Regions from separate parts of the Mus musculus genome. Here all the other regions are linked to region 4. Evidence: chromatin contacts called from public Hi-C and HiChIP or PLAC-seq data. All regions are on one chromosome and are shown on one strand. The core of a region is the stretch at or near the end of the contact, and the rest is flanking DNA. Distances in the headings are between cores, read along the strand shown. Region 1 overlaps Rptor (regulatory associated protein of MTOR, complex 1). Region 2 overlaps Rptor (regulatory associated protein of MTOR, complex 1). Region 3 overlaps Baiap2 (brain-specific angiogenesis inhibitor 1-associated protein 2). Region 4 overlaps Rptor (regulatory associated protein of MTOR, complex 1).

What was found. A called contact is a pair of places that touch in the nucleus more often than the background predicts. HiChIP or PLAC-seq counts read pairs in DNA pulled down with a chosen protein or histone mark.
Region 1: a contact with region 4 is called in a Hi-C map of bone marrow-derived macrophages, with 32 read pairs. The contact joins two enhancer-like sites. A contact is called at or near these places in 3 of 484 Hi-C or Micro-C datasets (bone marrow-derived macrophages, nephron progenitors and uterus), 5 of 115 datasets of contacts at active chromatin or transcription factors (bone marrow-derived macrophages, embryonic stem cells and epiblast stem cells) and 2 of 9 other capture datasets (adipose tissue and liver).
Region 2: a contact with region 4 is called in a Hi-C map of the C2C12 cell line, with 5 times the contacts expected there. The contact joins two enhancer-like sites. A contact is called at or near these places in 1 of 15 datasets of contacts at CTCF or cohesin (CD8 T cells), 3 of 484 Hi-C or Micro-C datasets (the C2C12 cell line, bone marrow-derived macrophages and embryonic stem cells), 8 of 115 datasets of contacts at active chromatin or transcription factors (bone marrow-derived macrophages, embryonic stem cells, microglia and 1 more) and 3 of 9 other capture datasets (adipose tissue, liver and pancreatic islet).
Region 3: a contact with region 4 is called in an HNF4G HiChIP or PLAC-seq map of pancreatic cancer cells. The contact joins two enhancer-like sites. A contact is called at or near these places in 1 of 115 datasets of contacts at active chromatin or transcription factors (pancreatic cancer cells) and 2 of 9 other capture datasets (adipose tissue and liver).

What each region holds. Positions count from the first base shown.
Region 1 is chr11:119,673,687-119,678,559 of GRCm38.p6, reverse strand. All of the region lies in intron 3 of Rptor (regulatory associated protein of MTOR, complex 1), which reads right to left. Among named protein-coding and RNA genes, the nearest start is that of Rptor, 73 kb to the right of the region's middle. Within about 2 kb of position 1,554, at least 132 of the 459 cell types and tissues checked have an H3K27ac peak or open chromatin away from gene starts, as enhancers often do. A contact at or near this core is called in bone marrow-derived macrophages, where this site is marked.
Region 2 is chr11:119,621,809-119,626,593 of GRCm38.p6, reverse strand. The region is part of intron 1 of Rptor (regulatory associated protein of MTOR, complex 1); the gene reads right to left. Among named protein-coding and RNA genes, the nearest start is that of Rptor, 21 kb to the right of the region's middle. Within about 2 kb of position 1,428, at least 29 of the 459 cell types and tissues checked have an H3K27ac peak or open chromatin away from gene starts, as enhancers often do. A contact at or near this core is called in the C2C12 cell line, where this site is marked.
Region 3 is chr11:119,974,219-119,978,480 of GRCm38.p6, reverse strand. All of the region lies in intron 3 of Baiap2 (brain-specific angiogenesis inhibitor 1-associated protein 2), which reads right to left. Among named protein-coding and RNA genes, the nearest start is that of Gm11767, 33 kb to the right of the region's middle. Within about 2 kb of position 2,125, at least 111 of the 459 cell types and tissues checked have an H3K27ac peak or open chromatin away from gene starts, as enhancers often do. A contact at or near this core is called in pancreatic cancer cells, where this site is marked.
Region 4 is chr11:119,815,463-119,819,706 of GRCm38.p6, reverse strand. Rptor (regulatory associated protein of MTOR, complex 1) reads right to left here. Exons shown (of 34, transcript NM_028898.3): 11 at 2,528-2,629. Among named protein-coding and RNA genes, the nearest start is that of Rptoros, 17 kb to the left of the region's middle. Within about 2 kb of position 1,821, at least 44 of the 459 cell types and tissues checked have an H3K27ac peak or open chromatin away from gene starts, as enhancers often do. A contact at or near this core is called in the C2C12 cell line, bone marrow-derived macrophages and pancreatic cancer cells, where this site is marked.

The DNA.
Region 1 (4,873 bases), core at 305-2,804, 140 kb after region 4:
ACCATGACACCTGTACCAGCACCATGTGACCAGGCATTCTCAAGCACAGCCGCAGGTTCCAAAGCCCACCCAAGTAATAAAGGCATAGGTGCCAGAGGCTGGGTGAGTTATAGATTCAGTCTTCAGCAAGCATGGTTTCTTTGTCAAAATCTGTCAAACAGAAACGCTGACCTCATCGGGAGGGCAGAGTGGTGAGAGAGATCCTTGGGAGGCTATGAGGAAAGGACTGAGCCCTCTTTACAAGATGAGCAGCAGAGGTGGAGAGGTGCTTGCTCTTCAGACAATACTAGAGACAGGGAGACAGCAAGCAGGATGAGGAGGGTAGGTATGAAGGAACTCTCTGGGGTAGAAAGTTTCAGAGTGGCAGCGTGTGTGTCCTAGTGTGGCTTGGGGACCACTCAGGAAGAAGGCTGGGCATCAAGGACCCTCTGGGTGCTGGGGCTGACCTGCTCAATATTATTCCCATCAGCCCTCCACTTACCGTTTGTCTGTTTGTTTGTTCCCAAACAGGGTTTCTCTGTGCAGCCCTGGCTGTCCTCAGCCCACTCTGTAGACCAGGCTAGGTTCCAACTCAAGAGATGCCCCTTGCCTTTGCCTCCCAAGTACTGGGATAAAAGGTCTACACCACCATGCCCACCCCAGCTTCAACTTCCATTTTCAGTCTGAGAAGAATGAAGCAGTAGCACTTGAAGTCAGGGTAAAGGGCTAAAGAATGTCACTGTTAAATCTGGCCAGACCAAAGCCAAGAGTCTCTCCACAGCCGCTAAGCTACCTGCCCTCTCACCAAGGCAGAGACAGCAAGGCCGAGGGCAATCCTCAGAGCCTGATGCAGCACAGCAAGGGAGGGAGAGGAGGAGCAGTGGTGGACGGCTGGAACCTACTCTGTGCACCACTCACCCTTCCCACTGCCTCTGAGAGCGAGCCTTTGACACAGGGACTGCAAATAACGCCACTTTCAAGAAAGCTGGAGTCCCACAGCACTCTAGTCACACAGCATGATACATCCTGCAGGTGAAAGCAGACGCATCTCCACAACCTACCTTTCTCTAAAGTATGTGTAAGCTTTCAAAAGAATGGGTAGTCAAGAGATGGCGACTCCTTTGTGCTCTCATTAGCTAAAATGGCAGCTTAGGTTTGCAAGTTTGGAACTGGTTTTAGATCTAAGTTCCACATCCAGAGGGCTGTTGTAACACCGTGGCCTTTGGGGACAGGGCAAGACAGGAAGTGCGTGGGCAGGGCTGACTAATAAGCCTTTCGGCTGAAGAGCATCCATCGGAATTGTCCCTGAACATGCTGCATGGAAAGGCTGTCAGGCAAGAAGAGAGGAAAGAGGAGGGGAAACAGGCTGGTACAAGATTATGGCCAGAGCAGAAAAACATGCAAAATGTTTGTCTTGGGGACAGTTGCTAACATCTGGGCAGGAAGCAGCTAAGGGAGACTATCACAACACAATGGTTAACCCCAAGACTGCCACAAGACACATCTACACCATCTTACAAATTTAATGAGATCAGGGGCAAAGCGCATCACACAAGAGTTTGAATCATGTCAGTATGAGTCATTCAGCTACAATTCTGCCCGTGGCTAGGAGCCCTCACTTGCAGTTTGTCACAGAAACACAGACAGGTGGATCATGCCCAAGCTCTGGCTCCACAGAGAATCCAGCTATTTTGGAGGAAAGAGAAGGCTGCCAGCAGAGGAAGTCAGGAGGATAGCACAGTCATGACATAGGGGCAGCCTACAAAGGAGTGACATCGATGCCATGATAGTGCTGTGTCCAGATGGGCAGTACTGTTCTATCAAAATGTGATTGTCCCAAGCTGAGAGCCACCACTACTAGTTCAAGGCAGGCTACTCCACAGTGATCTCTGAGCACCCCCACTCCACCCCTGAGCTCCACTCGCTTCTTTTCAGGTTGTCCACATGCAACTCTGACGCGCTCCCGAGTAAGGCAGAGCACACTGACTTGCACCAGTACTGGTGTGCAGCACATCCCACTGTAAATCCCATAGAGAACACTAGGGTGGGGTGAGGAGGAGCACTAGCACCATCCGTCCCACCCCGCTCCTCCCTTAGAGCAGAGCAAGCATGTAGAGCCTTCTGACACAGGAACCAGGAGCAGTCCAGAGAAGAGGCTAGTAGGACCCCAAGCCCCTCTCGAGGGCTCTGAGGGTGTAGGCAGCAGGGAAGGAGAGAGAGAGCTGGAGCAGTACTCCATGCTTGACCCCTCAGGCTTCCCAACAACCTGCAGCTAGCCTGCTTAAGGGAGGAGGCACATAGGTCCAGCCCCTGCAACCCAGAAGTACGGACGTGCACATAAACACTAGGCTCTGCAAACACCTGTGCCTAAACCCCACAGGACAAGCCTGTAAACCCAACAGAAAGAAATGTGTCTGTCCCTGGCCACGTCAGCTCTACTTCCTAGAAAGCAGCTAACAAGGCATGTGTGCAGTCCAAGTGTACAACCCGATCACAAAGCTAAGATGGCTGCTCTTCAGAGGAGGAGTGTGCCCAGGAGCCTTGCTTTGCTGGAGAGAGACCCCACTTCCCAAGTCCACTGCTTGTTGAGAAGATCTATAAAAACATGTTTCATTCGTTGACTACAAATCCACTGTGACAGATACAAGAATGCACTGCAGAGGAGCTAAGATTTAAGACCTGCTGACTGCAGCCTCGGGAAACAGGAGTGTGTGGCTCCTACTGACCACTCAGCTCCCTGAAACGCCACGGTGACTGCACAGAGCCTTTGCCATTCATTCCTGCTGGCCAAGATGAGAAAGAGCTCCTACAGTTATGTGCACTCACAGCGAAAAGCCTGTCCCCTTGCCTGGCAAACAGGCCCGTTCAGTGGTCACCTCAGCTCCCTGCCAACTGTTACAGGTGCACCAACCCTCCTTACCTCCCACAGTAAACGGTAATGACTCCCACAGAACCTACCTGGGAGCCACAGGAGAGCTGGGACCTACCCCAGCAGAGTGCCTCCCACTCCATGCTTTAGGTAAAGGAGACCTGGCGAGTGCTCCATGTCAGCTACCTCAGCTCCTAAACTTGCATCTTGTGCTAAACTGCCAGCACCTCAATCTGTCAGGCAAACTCCTAAAAGCCCAAAAGCCTTTGCTCTCAGCTCCCATAAGACTTCCTCTTGAGGCTCATCATGACATAAGAGGGCTTTACTGGTGAATTTTCAACAGAAACCACGGCTGGCATTTTCCCTTTGCTCTCCTGCAAAGCTAAAGTCTATTACCTAAAGGTAATAAGGAAAGTCTTAAATGTAACTAGGAACAGACATTCCACCAGTGCAAACCGATAAACTATCAATCAGCCAGGCAAGGAAATACGGCCTAATACAGAGTCTGGCAGCCTCTGGAAATAAAATCACAATGGCTTCTCTAAATTCTTTACTGAACCAAATTCACCTTTATCAAAGTATCTGATTTTGAATAATCACAGCTAGAAAATGAGAAAATGTGGCAGCTGGGCACAAGCAATGCAATGGGCAGCATGCCAGGCACCCTGGCTCCTTAGGGTGCAGTCAGGTCTCTGCTCCTTCTGCTGTGGAGATTAACACTGCTGTTTGTTCCCACCCACACCAATGTCCAGGCCACAGTGACTTCAGCAAACATGAACGGAATGACCTCACTGCAGACTACCCGACCTCTGTGAGTGGTGCAATAAAGCATACGGAGGAAGAGAAAACTGAATCCAGGGTCTTTCCATCAGAGGTCTTGGAATTTAATAACATCCCTATTGTTTTGTTGCAGATGGCACATCAACCTCTCTTTATTACTGCAGAAATACAAGAGCTCTGTAGAGGACAATAAAGTGGTGCATGTTTAGCTTTGCAATGTTTCAAAGGATCCTGATTTACAGTTGGGGATCACACATCTGAGCTGTTCTGTGCAAATTTCCTCTCAGCATGAAGTCTGCACCTACTAAGAGGCTCTCATGGATATCAGGCCTCCTTACTCTGCCCTCAGCCATATGAGAGTATCTAAGCAGGAAAGCGCTCTATGCACACCAAGCTCTTTACAGTAAGTACATCCCCGCATGTTCTCCAGCCAGTCAGAGGCATACTGGTGACAACTGTTACCTTAGGCTTGTTTCTAAAATGGAGACATCCCACTAATGGTTCATATCAGGAAATTCTGAGACATTTTTAGCACGTGTAAATGAATTCATCAGTTCTGGCATTCAAGAAGAAATTAGTATTTATGGCTATAGTGTGGCTTCCTGGATATGGAGAAAGATGTTTGACACACAGCTTCTCGCTAAGCTGAAGTTCCACTGTACGGGGGTAGCCAACCAGAACCCCATCTCTCACCTTATACCATCTTTTCCTAAGCATCCTATTGTCTTGAAACTGTGCTCACCTCAAACTCTTTGGTGTCTCTAACCCTTGCTATCTCTAACCAAGTCTCCCTGACCTGAAACCACTGGAAGACTGCACCCACTTTTCCAGTGTGGATCCTCTACTGCTTCTTCCTAAACGAGACTCACATTATCATTCTGTCCAGGTCATTTACTGCATGTAAATGTGACCTGCCTTAAGTCACAATGCCGTGGAACAGATTTACTCTAGGACAGAGATTTAGATTTTAAAAGAACTAGAGAGCTGGCTCAGTGGAAGACCAGAGGACTGAGGTTCCATCCCCAGCACCCACACAGCTGCTCACAACCAGGATTCAGGGAATCCACTGCCATCTTCAGGCTTCAAAGGGGACTACATGCAGGCAAAACACCCAGACACAAAAAATAGTTTCAAGAAAAAAGAAACAAGCTGGGTATGGTGGCACATTCCTTTAATATCAATAAGTGGAGGCAGAGGCAAGTGGCTCTCTCTGAGTTGGAGGCCAGCCTGGTCTACAGAGTGAGT
Region 2 (4,785 bases), core at 179-2,678, 190 kb after region 4:
TGCAGCACCCACTCAGAGGTGAAGCAGAGCTCTGGAAAGCAGAGGGGGAGGGGTGAACTGCACATTGCCTGAAGTTTCTCATTATTGCTTTTTGAAAAGGGGACATGGGCTCAAGTTTAGTTATATAAGAAGTAAACTGAGAAATAAGACAAGCACATCCTGAAGGCAACGCTGCCCACTACACTACCTGAGACAACGGCAGCACGGACACGGGGATCACCTGTAAAGTAGAAGGCAGCGATCAGTTCAGCATGTCTCAATTTAGCAAAGTCTGTGACAAGTCAAGTGTGGATTTCTGTCTCTCAGGCTCAATTTCAGAGAAAGATAGGCCTGTGTAGAGCTGGCATACGCAGGGAGATCAGGCTGGCTGAAGTAGAAGTTAACATATGGCTTCCCAGTCCAACTACACAATTAAACCCATGCCAGAAACAGAGGATTGATGCCCTCACAGCCTCTGCACGTCCTCACCAGACCCTCCATCTGCCTGAGTGCAGAGCGCCGTTGACACACTACAAACAGCAGAATGATCTATGCAGACCATCAGCTCGAAGCCTCGACCTGACTGAGAACAGCCTCAGATGCTCCAAACCACACAAATGCTCATGCAAAGGATGAAGATAGCACTGCATCTGCTCCTAGACTATGGGGTGCAGGCCACGGCTCTGAGAAACACTACAAACTTTAAACCTCTACTCACGATATGCAAATAGCCCGGAATAGAATTCACTCTAAGAACACTCTAAGTTCAGCTGCCCTTGAACTACTGTTATAAGGCACAAAAAAGGACAAATGCCAAGAACAGGCCCACCTTGCCAAGGATAACAGGCACCCCAAGTTGTGTGGCCCATGGAAGCCCTGGCATGCACACTGCCCTGGGACACTAAGGAGAGATGAGCTAAAGCACCGGCGGCTGTCGTGGGACCAGGAGTCCCTCCACAGTCCGTCCTGCCACCATCTCCAGCTGCCGTCCCTCGTCAGCTTTCAGCACCTGTTCACAGGGCAGTGGGCAGGGCTGGGGAAAGATATAGAATCCAGCCACTATGCTCCCATGCCTGCTTGGTATTTTATGAATCCATATAAATAATGTGTGGCTCACTCTGAATGTCTGAACTCTGGTAACATCTTGTCAGTAAATATCCAACATGTCTGAGATCATTTATTTTAATAAAGTTTCATGACTCACCAGCTACCAAAGCCTTGATTTAATTCAAAGTTCAGAACATAATTCCCATTTTCTCAGGATAAATTTTTTTTCTAAATAAACACTAGATCAAAGTAACACCACAATGATGGCATACATTTTCTAAAACTACAGAGAAGTGACAGGCCAAATGCTGCTGTCAGCTGCCTCTAGTAAGAACAGATCACTGCGAACTGAGGGGCTGCTAGGAAGGAAGGTTTCCACCACCACAGACAGCACACTCCCAGCCTCCTCCCTCCACCCACCCACCGTAGCACACAGGCACCAGAAGAGCAGCCTCTCCCCTGCGTGCTGGAAAGCCTGCCCAGGTTCTTTGGCTTGGTTATTCACAGCTTGCCCTACAGCTAGCCATTTCCTTACTCTTTTACTTTTAGTTCCCCTGAGTTCTAACCTTAAAATTTCAAAAAGAAAATTCACATGTCACAGCCCTCCTGAGAAACTCCCAGATGAGTAGTTCTCTGTAGCTCTCGATTAAGTCCCACAAAGGGAAAGTAAACTTCACCACAGCACAGCCAGGATACTGACCAATTCCCTTCACGACTGAGAAAGACTGCAGCACCCAGGTCACACAACTATGGCTCTGAAGATAGGACACACCTAAAGGACCTGGCCACCAGGCACTACCCAGTTCCATCTCACATACCATCACCAGCTGGAGCCAAACCTATGCAAAGCAGCAAAAAAGTTGGGAGGCACCCCTGCTTCTCTCTGGCAACACGATGCCGACCTCTGCTTGCTCAGGGCCAACAATCTGGAAAGGCCCCAGACACTCACAACCGACCTTTGCTTGCTCAGCTTCACAACATCCTTCTGCCAAGGAACTCAGCACCTGTTACAACAGGATCCAAGTTACTTTAAGTTCCACACCACCAGGAACATCAGGCCAAGGCCACCACCAGCTTAACAGAGGAACACTGCAACCGGATTCATAGGTGTCTGCTATAAGAGCCTACCCAGAGCCTACTGGTACCCAGCAGACAGAGGCAGAACACTGGATATACACTGCAGGTACCATCATGCATTCAAAGTCCTGATTCATTTTCTAAATTTAAAAAGAGACACAGACTTAAACTACCCATCTTCTGTTGTCCACTGTAAATATATAAGATCAGATACACATGACCAGAGCCAAGCATACACCTGGAGCAAACAGGTGAGGACACAGGAGCTAAATTCTCAGTGACAGGAACAACCTGGTTACACTGAGAACCTCTCATCAATCGTGTTCAGCAATGGCAGCATGGCAGCCTGTTTCACAGAAAACTACATGGGTAATTCAAGAGCCAACCATCGAAGCCCACAGCCCTGGGAATCAGCCGTGCTCTCCCCTAGATGTGCTCCATTTGCCGTCCACGGGCCCTGCGTCAGCCATCCTCTGCCTGGCACAGAAAGCTCCTTATCTCTTGGGACAGGCTCGAAATCAGCCAAGTCTGCCCCAGTAAGGGATCTGCACAGTCGTCTCAGAAGCCATCTCCTAATTCCTAAAGTTCAGAAACTGCTGGTCTAGCCTTGAAGAGCACCATTAGATCCTTCAGAGCCTTCCCTGCTGCTGTCTGCTACTAGGCACAGGACCACTTCCAGATCTCTTAGAAACTGCCTGTGTATGCTCTGTTCTGAGGATGCTACTCACAGAGAAGATCAAGAAAAAAAAAAAAACATCTCAGTGCACAGCTGAGTGTGCAGAAGAAGCAAAGCGTGTGCAGCAGGCACTCTGTCCACCCGTGGAGGCAGTGTCACACGCAGCTTTGTATGCCCCATGCTCTTCACACAGTTAAGTGTTTATTCACAACTGGACAATAATGAGAAATAGAAAGTGGAAGAAGGAAGGAACAAAGGTAAAAAGGAAGAAAAAGGAACAGAACTGGGGAGGGGGTGGAATCTACAACACTGATCCTCACCCTGTGAGTCCCAATCCCCTAGTGGGTGTTGAATGACCACAGCACAAGGGCTGCCTAAGGCCATCGGAAAACAGATACTAACACTACGTTCATAACAGTAGCAAATTACAATTATGAAGTAGCAACAAAAATCACTCTGTGGTTAGGGGTCACCACAAGAGACGCTGTATTACAGGGCCCCGGCATTAGGCAGGGTGAGAACTAGTGCTCTACAGGCAGGACTTCGACTAGAGCACACATTACACTTCACTACTTCCTGCCACTTCACACTCTGAATCATGCTAATCATGGTGTGCACGCCCACTCCGTTCCTGTACTTTCCCATTTCTTGTCATCAATGAACTTGATCAGCACACTTCCAAATTCTTGCCCACAGAAATGACAACGGACTGACAAGGACACTGGATCCCCTGGAACTGGTTACATACAGATGATTCTAAGTGGCCATGTGGTGGATAGAAACCAAATCCAGGTTCTCTGGAAAAGCAGCCAGTGCCGTTAACTGTGGAGCTCTCTCTCCAGCCCCAAGTTGCTGATTTTTTTTTTCTTTTTCAGTGCCCAGGGCTTTGGCAAGCTAGGCAAATGCTCTCAGTGAACTATATGACAGCCACATAAAATTATTTAAATTATTGAAAAATCCAGAAACAGCCTGCCTAACAGTAGAAATGAGTTTCATACATGACAGTTACCCCTGTAGTTAAAAATGTATGATTCCAAGGAAATCCCCCAGATGATGGAGCTAAGATCAATCAGGAAAGAGCCAGGAGTAAGGAGGCCATGCTCACACATGGTGACCAGCCCTGCTTTTCCAAATGGCTGTCAAGAGATGATTTTCAAGTTCCAGCTCTAAAATACAGACAGAGCAGTCAATCACAGATGTGTCCGGTGACTCCACACAACACTGTTGGGCATACTCCCACAGTCCTAATCTTTGGCACTAAAATTATTAACAGAGTAAAGGCTAATCTAAGAAGCTCAGGTAGAACGTCATTGCAACCTTCCTGACTGAATTCACTTCACTACCAACAGCCTGAGGAAGAACATGGTTGTAAAAAAGGTTGAACATTTCTCAGCTACATAATCACCAACCTCTTTGAAATATCTTAACTCCTTCCCATGTTTTAAAAGGACACTCCCTTGGAAAGAATGGCAGCTCCCAGTGAGTGACATGTAGCAGGACATGAAGTGAGAGGGTCTGAGCCTGACTTGGGGTGGGGGGTGGGGGGCGCCTATCCCTTGGGCAGATGGTCGGTGTCAATGTAGCAAATCTCTAGCCACAAGACTAGGAAGAGTCCAGAGAGCCTTTGATGGCTACCAAGGTGGGCTGTGACTCTGCAATCAAAGCAACAGCCTGAAGGGGACTAAGAAGCCAGAGCAGAAAACCTGCTCTGACCTTAGCTAGTGCCACTCCCTCCCAGGAAGGGTGCGTGCATGAACACTTGGAGAAACAAGTAACAAGACTAACTGCTGCTGCCCGTGGAAGCTCAAGTACAGGCAGAAGGACTGAGTGAAGGCACAGCCTGACTAGTCTGCGGCAAGTCCTGCTTCCTCTCTAAGAGAACTTCCTGTGCCCTAGAAAAAGGCAGGAGGGCAAAAGAAAAAAAGAAGGAAAAAAAAAAAAAAACACAATGCACTCCTTTCTGTCAGATTGTCTCCTGGGTCCCCAGCTCCTTTATTCTGTGAGGA
Region 3 (4,262 bases), core at 876-3,375, 160 kb before region 4:
TGTGCTTGAAGGGACTGAGGCAGCAATTAATGTGAAGGAGCCTGGTCTCTTATTGCTGGTTGAGAGGCAGAGACAAGAGGGTGAGGCCAGTGTAAAGAGGAAGGCCACAGGCACAGGCACAGGCACAGTCCCCATGAGCAAAGGCCTTGGTTACCACTGACACACACGCACAGCCATGCTGACTTTCAGCAAGCTATTAGGACAGTGTCGCTCATGCTCAGAACAGGGCTCAAAGGAAACCCAAAGTCACAGATGAGAGTTTTCTACACTCAGGCCAGAAGCCACTAGCACGCAAGTCAGGACAGCCATGTGAGTGAGTGGCAGATCCCAGGATCCTCTGTGCTTTTCTGCAACTGTAAGTCCTGTAGGATGGAAACCCACAGCCCTTATGACAAGGATGAATGTACCTGGGGAAACTCTCTTGGCTTTCTGCATCTGTAAATCCTATAGGATGGAAACCCGCTGCTCCGTGACAAGGAGGTACCCAAGGAAGCTCGCTGGGCTTTGTTTGACCACACTCCCATGACTCAGAGGGTCTTGGATCCACCTTCTGGCTCTCAATGCCCCATAGACACCTGGGAACGGACTATAATTTTACCCAAGTGGAAAGCAGGTGACCACAGTGGGCTCAAACTCTGGCCTGGGCAGGGGAACCCACTGGAGTCCTTGGCAGCACTGCACTACTCTCTCAGCTTTGTAGTACATCCACTCTTCCTTTCTGAGGACAATGCCATACAACCAACTCTCAGAAGGCTACAGGGTCTACAAGAGGAGGGATGGGGCAGCAGCGACCAGACAAACTATGCACTTAGCTAGAAGTCTCTCTATAGGTTGGTGCTCTCTGACCACATTCTTTAGGCCCAGAATTATAAGTCAATGTCAAGACTGAACAGAAAACATTCCCCTACCCACAAAAGCAGCACATGCCAACTCAAGAAGAGTAGAAACTGGTATAATCAGGCAGTGATGCCCAAGGGTGTACCAAGTTTCTCACAGATTTTTGTTCAGGTGATGGGTGTCAGACCCCACAGGACAACAGTTACCATTCCACATGGGCTGTGTCAACCCTCAGACACAGAGCACAGTGTGTGGCTCAACTCAGAGCCCCCGCTGCGTAGCCTGTCCCCAGACCTTATGGGTATATACGGGGAGATGGGGGGAGGGGAGCACACTGAGACAAAGGCACAGAACAGGGTGTGTATGTGTCTGTGTGTGAGTGCACGCACGTGGAGTTCTGGGCTGGCTGCAAGCTGGTGCTGCGCAGGATCAGCCCACATGATGAAGTTTTAAACTGCATTTTACAAGCAGCTGCAGGAAGACATGTGCAGCGGAGCTTGGGCGTGCACAGCCGCAAGTACTAAACCCCTGGGGGGCCATGGCCACAGCATGCAGGAGAAGACTGGTACACCTACCCACCCTGAGCACCCCCTCTGCAGATGAGGGGACCTCTGGCCAGGGGCACTGACTTGTTCACTGGCCAGCAGGTGCCGAGGAGAGGTTGGGCCCTCGTGGCGGGCTCCATGGCCTCCCACCTTCTCCTTCTCTTGGAAGATCCTCCCAGGTGTACTGTGCTGACAGAAAAGCCTTACTTCATTTTATTTAAAAAAAGATATTAATTAATTAACTTATTTATTTTTGTTTTTTTTGAGACAGTGTTTCTTTGTGTAAAAGCCCAGCCTGTCCTGGAGCTCGCTTTATAGAGGCTGGCTTCGAACTTGGAGATCCGCCTGCCTAGGCTTCCCAAGTTCAGGGATTAAAGGTGTGTGCCATCACCACCTTACGGTTTTTATTTTTATTTATGGTGTTTGTGCACATGAGTGTAGGTACTCTTGGAGGCCAGAAGAGGTCGTCAGATCCCCTTAAGGAGAGTTATAGGCAGCTGTTTGCTGCTGACATGGGTGCCACCCAACCAAACTTGGGTCTTCTGTAACAACAGCATGCACTCTTAACCACTGAGCTGTCTCTCTAGCCCCAGGAAGAGGCTTTTAACCAGCCTCTGCCAGGGCCAAATCCACCCATACCCTGGGGACCTAGAGCTCTTAGGCCACAGCCCAGGTGGACCCTAAACTTGAAAAACCGGATCAGATTGGGAAAGAAGGCCCAGTGTGCCAGAGCAAACAGTGAATGAGGGAGGGTAAATCTTTGCAGACAGCTGCCACCTGATGAGCCTCTCCAGGGAGTGGAGTATCAACAGGGGTGACTGGCAGTAGGTGGCCCATCCCAGGGAGCTGACATGAGAGATCCTGGAGGGAGGGGCAGAAGCCCTAGGCACACCAAGGCAGTGAGTCAGCCTTAGCCCATCAGAGTGAAAAAAGCCTTAACTCAGGAGGGTGAGGATGGGGCTGGGACCAGGAGAGTTCCAGGCCCCAGAATATTTGGGAACTAATAGGAAGAGACCCTCCCCCACAAAGTACACGTGGGTCCCAGAGACAATATGTGACATTTGGGACAAAAGTATAAAAACACAGAGAAACATACCAGGAGACCACGCCCTCCTCAACTTCTACCAACTTACAGTGAGTCAAGTCGCTGAAAGGTCAGCCACCAGTGAGTCACACTGCATTTCACCCTAACGTCTCAGTTTTAAAGATTTCTGGTGCTATTAGTAACTTGGCTTCACATTTGGAGGGTTAGTGTGCAATTCGGTCCACGTGGAAATGTAACCCTTCTTGGGGGGAAGCACAGGGACTGAGGTACATTTACGATGTCCATCTGTGCTGCAGCAGAGGCTAGAGCCCCCCCCCCCCTCCTTTTTGTTTTTGTTTTGTTTGTTTTTCTGAGATAGGATCTCGAGTATTTCAGGCTAGCCTAAGGGTCAAACTCATTACATAGCTTTAGAGAGCCTTGAACTCCTGAGCCTCCTGCTTCTGCCTCCTGAGTACTGGGACCACAGGTGTGCACTACCACACCCAGCAGACTCCCTTTCCACACACAATACTCCATGGGTGGAGAGACCATGTACCTAGGCTGTTTGCCTGCTTTCTCTCGATGGCAAGTCATTTCCTTCACTGACATCTTCGGTTATTCTGGTGCATACTGCAGACCATCTCTCAGATATGTATATCTGAGAGCTGATATATCCAGTATATCCAGCTTTGTAGACTGATCAACTGTTGGATTCAGGACCTCCTATATATATATACACATACATACATACACACACACACACACACACACACACACACACACACACACACACACACACGTATATATAGTTCATTCTATACTTTCTGTTACTCTAAGCCCCAACTCCTGGTACCAACTTCTGTCCTCTGTAGTGTCACTATTGCTGTGATGAGGCATCATGCCCAAATGCAGTTCTGGGTTACTCTGGCTTACACTTCTACATCATCGAAGGAAGTCTAACCCTGAGTTCATTATCAAGTCAGGACAGAAACTAAAGCAAGCAGGAACCTGGAGGCAGGACTTGATGCAGAGGCCGTGGAGGAGTGTTACTTTTTGACTTGCTCTTCATAGCTTGGCCAGTCTGATTTCTTATAGAACCTTGACCATCACCACCCACAACGGGTTAGGCCCTCCCTTATCAATCCCTAATCTAAACAAACTGCTCCCCAGAACATTTCTCAATCAAGTACTCTCCTCTCAGATGACTATAACTTGTGCAGCACAACTGTTTGTGGGTTCGTGACAGCCTTAAGCACAACCTGAACACGACCAGCCTTCCTGGTGTACACTCTTTTTAACATTCTGTGTATGTGTGTTGGCTGAATGTATCTATATCTGTGCATCACATGTGTGCTGGTGCAGTGGAGGCCAGAACTGGCTGTTGAATCTACTAGAGCTGGAGTCGTGGATGGTTGTGAGTGGTTGTGGGTGCTGAGAACCAAACAAGGTCCCTTGGAAGAGCAGCCAGTGTTCCAAACCTCCAAGATAGTCCCACGTGAAGCTGGGCGCGGTGGCGCACGCCTTTAATCCCAGCACTTGGGAGGCAGAGGCAGGCGGATTTCTGAGTTCGAGGCCAGCCTGGTCTACAAAGTGAGCGCCAGGACAGCCAGGGCTACACAGAGAAACCCTGTCTCAAAAAAACCAAAAAAAAAAAAAAAAAAAAAAAGATAGTCCCACGTGGCAAGTGACCCAGTAATGACATGGTGAATGCACATAACTGTTACTGTTTTAAAAAGCTCTGGGAAGAAGAGAGCTGAGGGAGCAGCCACGCAGAGACAGATCTCAGGGGTCTCCATCTAAATCCATGTACTCACAACCATCCCAATGACACATGAGAGGGCCTGTGTGGATGTTCA
Region 4 (4,244 bases), core at 572-3,071:
AGAGAGAGAGAGAGAGAGAGAGAGAGAGAGAGAGAGAGAGAGAAAAAGAAAACTCTGCCCTGTGAATCCATTCTGGTCTTTCTTGTTTGACTTTCTTTCTTCTTCTGTTTGGGTACCTCTGTCCAGCTGCCCTGATGGGGGAAGGCAGTCGTGGCAAGTTCTAGGCAGAACCATACAAAGCCACACTTTGAGATTGCTTCTTGATGCCAGCAGTCACAAAGTGGAGGACATAGCAGTCTGATGTTGTTTTTAAAAGGCAGAAAGGATCCTGAAGCTGGTTGGGAGAGGTCAGGTCCATGTTACTGTTTGATGGGGCTACAACTCAACAGAGCCTGATGGAGCCTCTTACTGCGGCTAACGCCTCTGTTACTGGATGCAAGGAGTTCACTATGGGAATTTCCTGAAAGGAATCACTGCAGTCTGTATTAAGATCTTCTCTCCTTCTCTAACAGAGCTGGCCCAGGCTCTGGAAACAATAAAGGCTTTCAGGTCAAAGCCAGGGAAGTAGCAAATTGAGTGAGGCCAGGTGGGCCTCCCAGAGCCCTGCATTCCCTAGCTCCTATCCCGTTCTTTGTCTACCCCAAGTCTGTTCTTCAGGGCTCGCCCCTTGAGTCATAGGGGACCTGGCCCGGGAGACAGAGCCTTTTGTGTGGTACAGGACCTGCTGCTTACTTCTGTCTGAAAGAGCACATGGAAGATGGTGTGTGTGCTCTCATGGCTACTGCTCCATGTTTGGTATCAGGCTGGCTCTAGAGGTCTTCCCCTACCCTGAGAGTGTGGGTTGTAAATGGAACATGAAAAATAAAGTCGATAAAAGCCATTTACAAAAGGACTATTGCCAGACCCCAAAGAACTGGATGAACATGCCTGGCCCTGGAGCCCTGCTGTGGGGAGGACCAGCGCTACTCTGCTGTGCTGCTTCAATAATAGGCAGGGTGGAGAGAGAGTGGTGTGGTGACCCAGGTGACCCAGGGTTGCTGCCATTTACTGGAATCACGCAGGCATTGCGCCTCCCCAGGCCTTGTCCTGCTGTCATTACTTTTGCTTTGTTGTGGAAACATTTGGTTAGTTTCTAGCTCTTCTTGCAGTTCCAGAACTTTCTTAAAACTATGCTAGACACATGTAAGAGGAGCAGTGATAATTATTTTTATAATTTCAGAAAAGACGTAACAATATAGCATTACCTCTCTTTGACCTAAGGCCATTCTACAAAGTTCCCACTTCAAGAGGAACAGGCTATTGGTAACTCTTTATGTTACATGCATTCTTCTTTCTTGCCTTTTTAAAAAAATATTATTTATTTTTTGCTGGCTGAGATTACCGGGGCTTTAGACAGGGAGAAACCCAAGGTCTGGGATAGGTGAATCACCTCCTGAGATTGGGAGGCTGGCTGTGCTGTGGGAGAGGCTCTGGTGGGGGATGGGGTAGGGTGGGGAGGGCACTGTGCTCTGCGGAGACACTGTTGAGCTACAGTTGCTCTGAGCATTTGGCACAGTGAAGATGGAGGGTTGTCCACACAATGTGGTTAGCAGCCCTAATGAGCAAACACAAGGCCTTCTTTGAAAGAAGCGAGGCAATGTCCTTAGGCAGGTGGAAATCAGACCATGGGTCTGGCTGATTATAACGAGTGCTTTGGAGAGTGATGGCCCCATCCCTGGCCCTTGGCAAGCTCTGCCCCTCCCACTGAGAGGGGAGCCTGCCCTCTGCTCCTCCAGAGATACAGGCTTCCTAACCTTCCAAGTGGTACACCCTCATGATTTCCACAGCTTCTGCCTGAGCTCAACTGCCCTGGAAACTTGATAAATAGTATTTTCTGGCTTTTACAGTAAGTTGCCAATCCTAGGTATCTGATCTAGTCAATGGTTCCCGAGTAAAAGGTCTTTTCTTAGTCACAGCCTAGCTTATCAGTTTCTCCCACAAACACACATTTAATGAGACACAATCTTTGTGACTTATCTACCCAACTGTGATGACAAATCCACTATTCATATCCCTGCCCCATGTCATTTCAGTCAGCAGGCAGTAAATGGGTCCCCCAGAACCAGACCAGTTTGCACATGAATTGCTGACACATAGAGAAGGTCCTGTTTTTCTGAGGACCACAGCAAGGACCTGGTCTGTCTGTGCTGCTCTGGTATTGGTCAGGAAATGATGTCATAGCCCCGTTAGGATCTGCTTGGTGGCCTCACCCTTTCCTCACAGGACAAACTTTTATCTCGTGTCCTTCCAAACAGAAGGAGGTGGTGATGCCAAGATTCTGCACCATAGCAAGGTTCGTTGGCAGTGACACTTCATTAGTTCCTAACATGTAAGCAGGAGGAGGGAGTGGTGATCTATCCCAATCTATATTTAATTGGGAGAGGAAAAAGGGAATTCAGTGGCTTTGCCAAGAGGAGGCCGCTGGGAGTAAGCAAGCATCTGACTTCAGATCAGATGTAACACATCGATGTACCGTTGGCCTGAAGCACAGCCCGGCTCGCCTCCTGAGGAACAGGTGTCTCAGTTAGGTCTGTGGGAAGCGACTGACCTGCAGGACGATGGGCAGCTGCTCTGGGGGGCTCCTGTTTTCCACACCCATTGTGAGCCACACCTGGAATGCTGTCAGCTGCTCGGCAAAGAATGGGCTGTGCTGTGGGAAAAGCCAAAGAGTCGGTTAGGGAGGCAGGTTTCTTTCCACCGCCCTCCCTCACCCCTCAGTCCTGACAAGGCAGTGACCACAATGGACAGAGCTGGAGGGCGCAGGGCTTACGGGCTCTGTCAACAGCCTGACAGGAGACAGAGGAAATCTGAATGTGTGGCCTGTCAACCATCAGGGAGGGTGTGATAAGAGGTAGCTATGAGGGTCACTGCATCCCTGAGCCCCAGTCCTCTGCAGGAGAGCACATACGACTTGTAGGAACACGAGGCCATGTCTCCAGAACCACCATTTCTTCACTATCACTGTGAGTATTATTTTGAGAGAGAGAGAGTTTCCCTGTCTACCCACACCAGTCTGCGGTTCCTCATCTTCCTTCCTCAGCTTCCTGAGAGCTGAGATTGCAGGTGTGCACCATATTTAGCCTGTTTTTTTGTTGTTGTTGTTGGTTTTTTTTTTTGTTTGTTTGTTTGTTTGTGGTTGAGCTCTAGAGAAGGGACCCAGGACTGACTCTAACTATTAGAGGCCAAGGAGACAGGTGGAACCTTCCAAGAAAATGGTGAAGGGAATCGTTGTGAAGATAGAGCAAGATCATATGGATGTGGGGCTTTGGAAGCCAGGTCAGTGATGTACTCAGCAGTACTGGACATGAGATGAATCAAGCAAGATGAAGATTAGGACCCAGCTGTGGGTTACTTCAGAGATGGAGAGGCCATCTTAAATACTGTCTTGGATACAGCAAAGCACAGCAAGCTCGAACACACAACAGAAACCAGGAGACAGGACAGAAGAGAGAAGGTGGAGGATCCAGGCCAGACACCCTATGGAAGGAGGCAGCTCGAAAGAGGGAGACAGGGGTGGGCATGGAGTGAAAGGCTAGCATCATGAAAGACGAGGGAGAGAGCTAGGTGGGGCACTGACCATGGAGTGAGGGCACTGTGGGAAGGCTGGCGCTGCAGCAGAGCAGGGCAAAGCATGCTGCCCGGCTGTGTGAGCTGCCCGGCTGTGTGAGCTGCCCGGCTGTGTGAGCTGCCCGGCTGTGTGAGCTGCCCGGCTGTGTGAGCTGCCCGGCTGTGTGAGCTGCCCGGCTGTGTGAGCTGCCCGGCTGTGTGAGCTGGATGGGAGAATGCTGGACTTTGCCTACTGCCCTGTTTCTGAGGGGAGCGTGACACAGACCTGTGAGGGAAGTGTGGTGGGAACGGGTAGCAAGGAGAGGGAAGAGGAGCTGAGGCCATGTCTGTAGTCACACTGTGCTCTAGTTTCTAAGGACTCATGAAGAATAGCTGCGTAGGTGAGGGCAGAGTAGCCGAGGGGCGGAGGCAGTACACAGTGAGCACCAACACCCTAGCCAATGGCCATGGAGAAGAGCTGGGGCCTTTTGATCATCATGGAGGTTCATCAAGTCAGAGTCCCAGAGGGCACTGGAGAGGCTGGGAGGGAGTCGCCAAGATCCCTCTGTTCCCATGCTAGCATTACACTCACAGGAAAGGGGTGGCTTGGGGACGAAGGGAGACAACAGGATTGGAAGGGACTGAGAAGCAAGAGGTCAGACGCCTGTGCAGTTTCTCATTCTGCACGTCAAACACACTGCCCCACAGAGCTGCCTTCC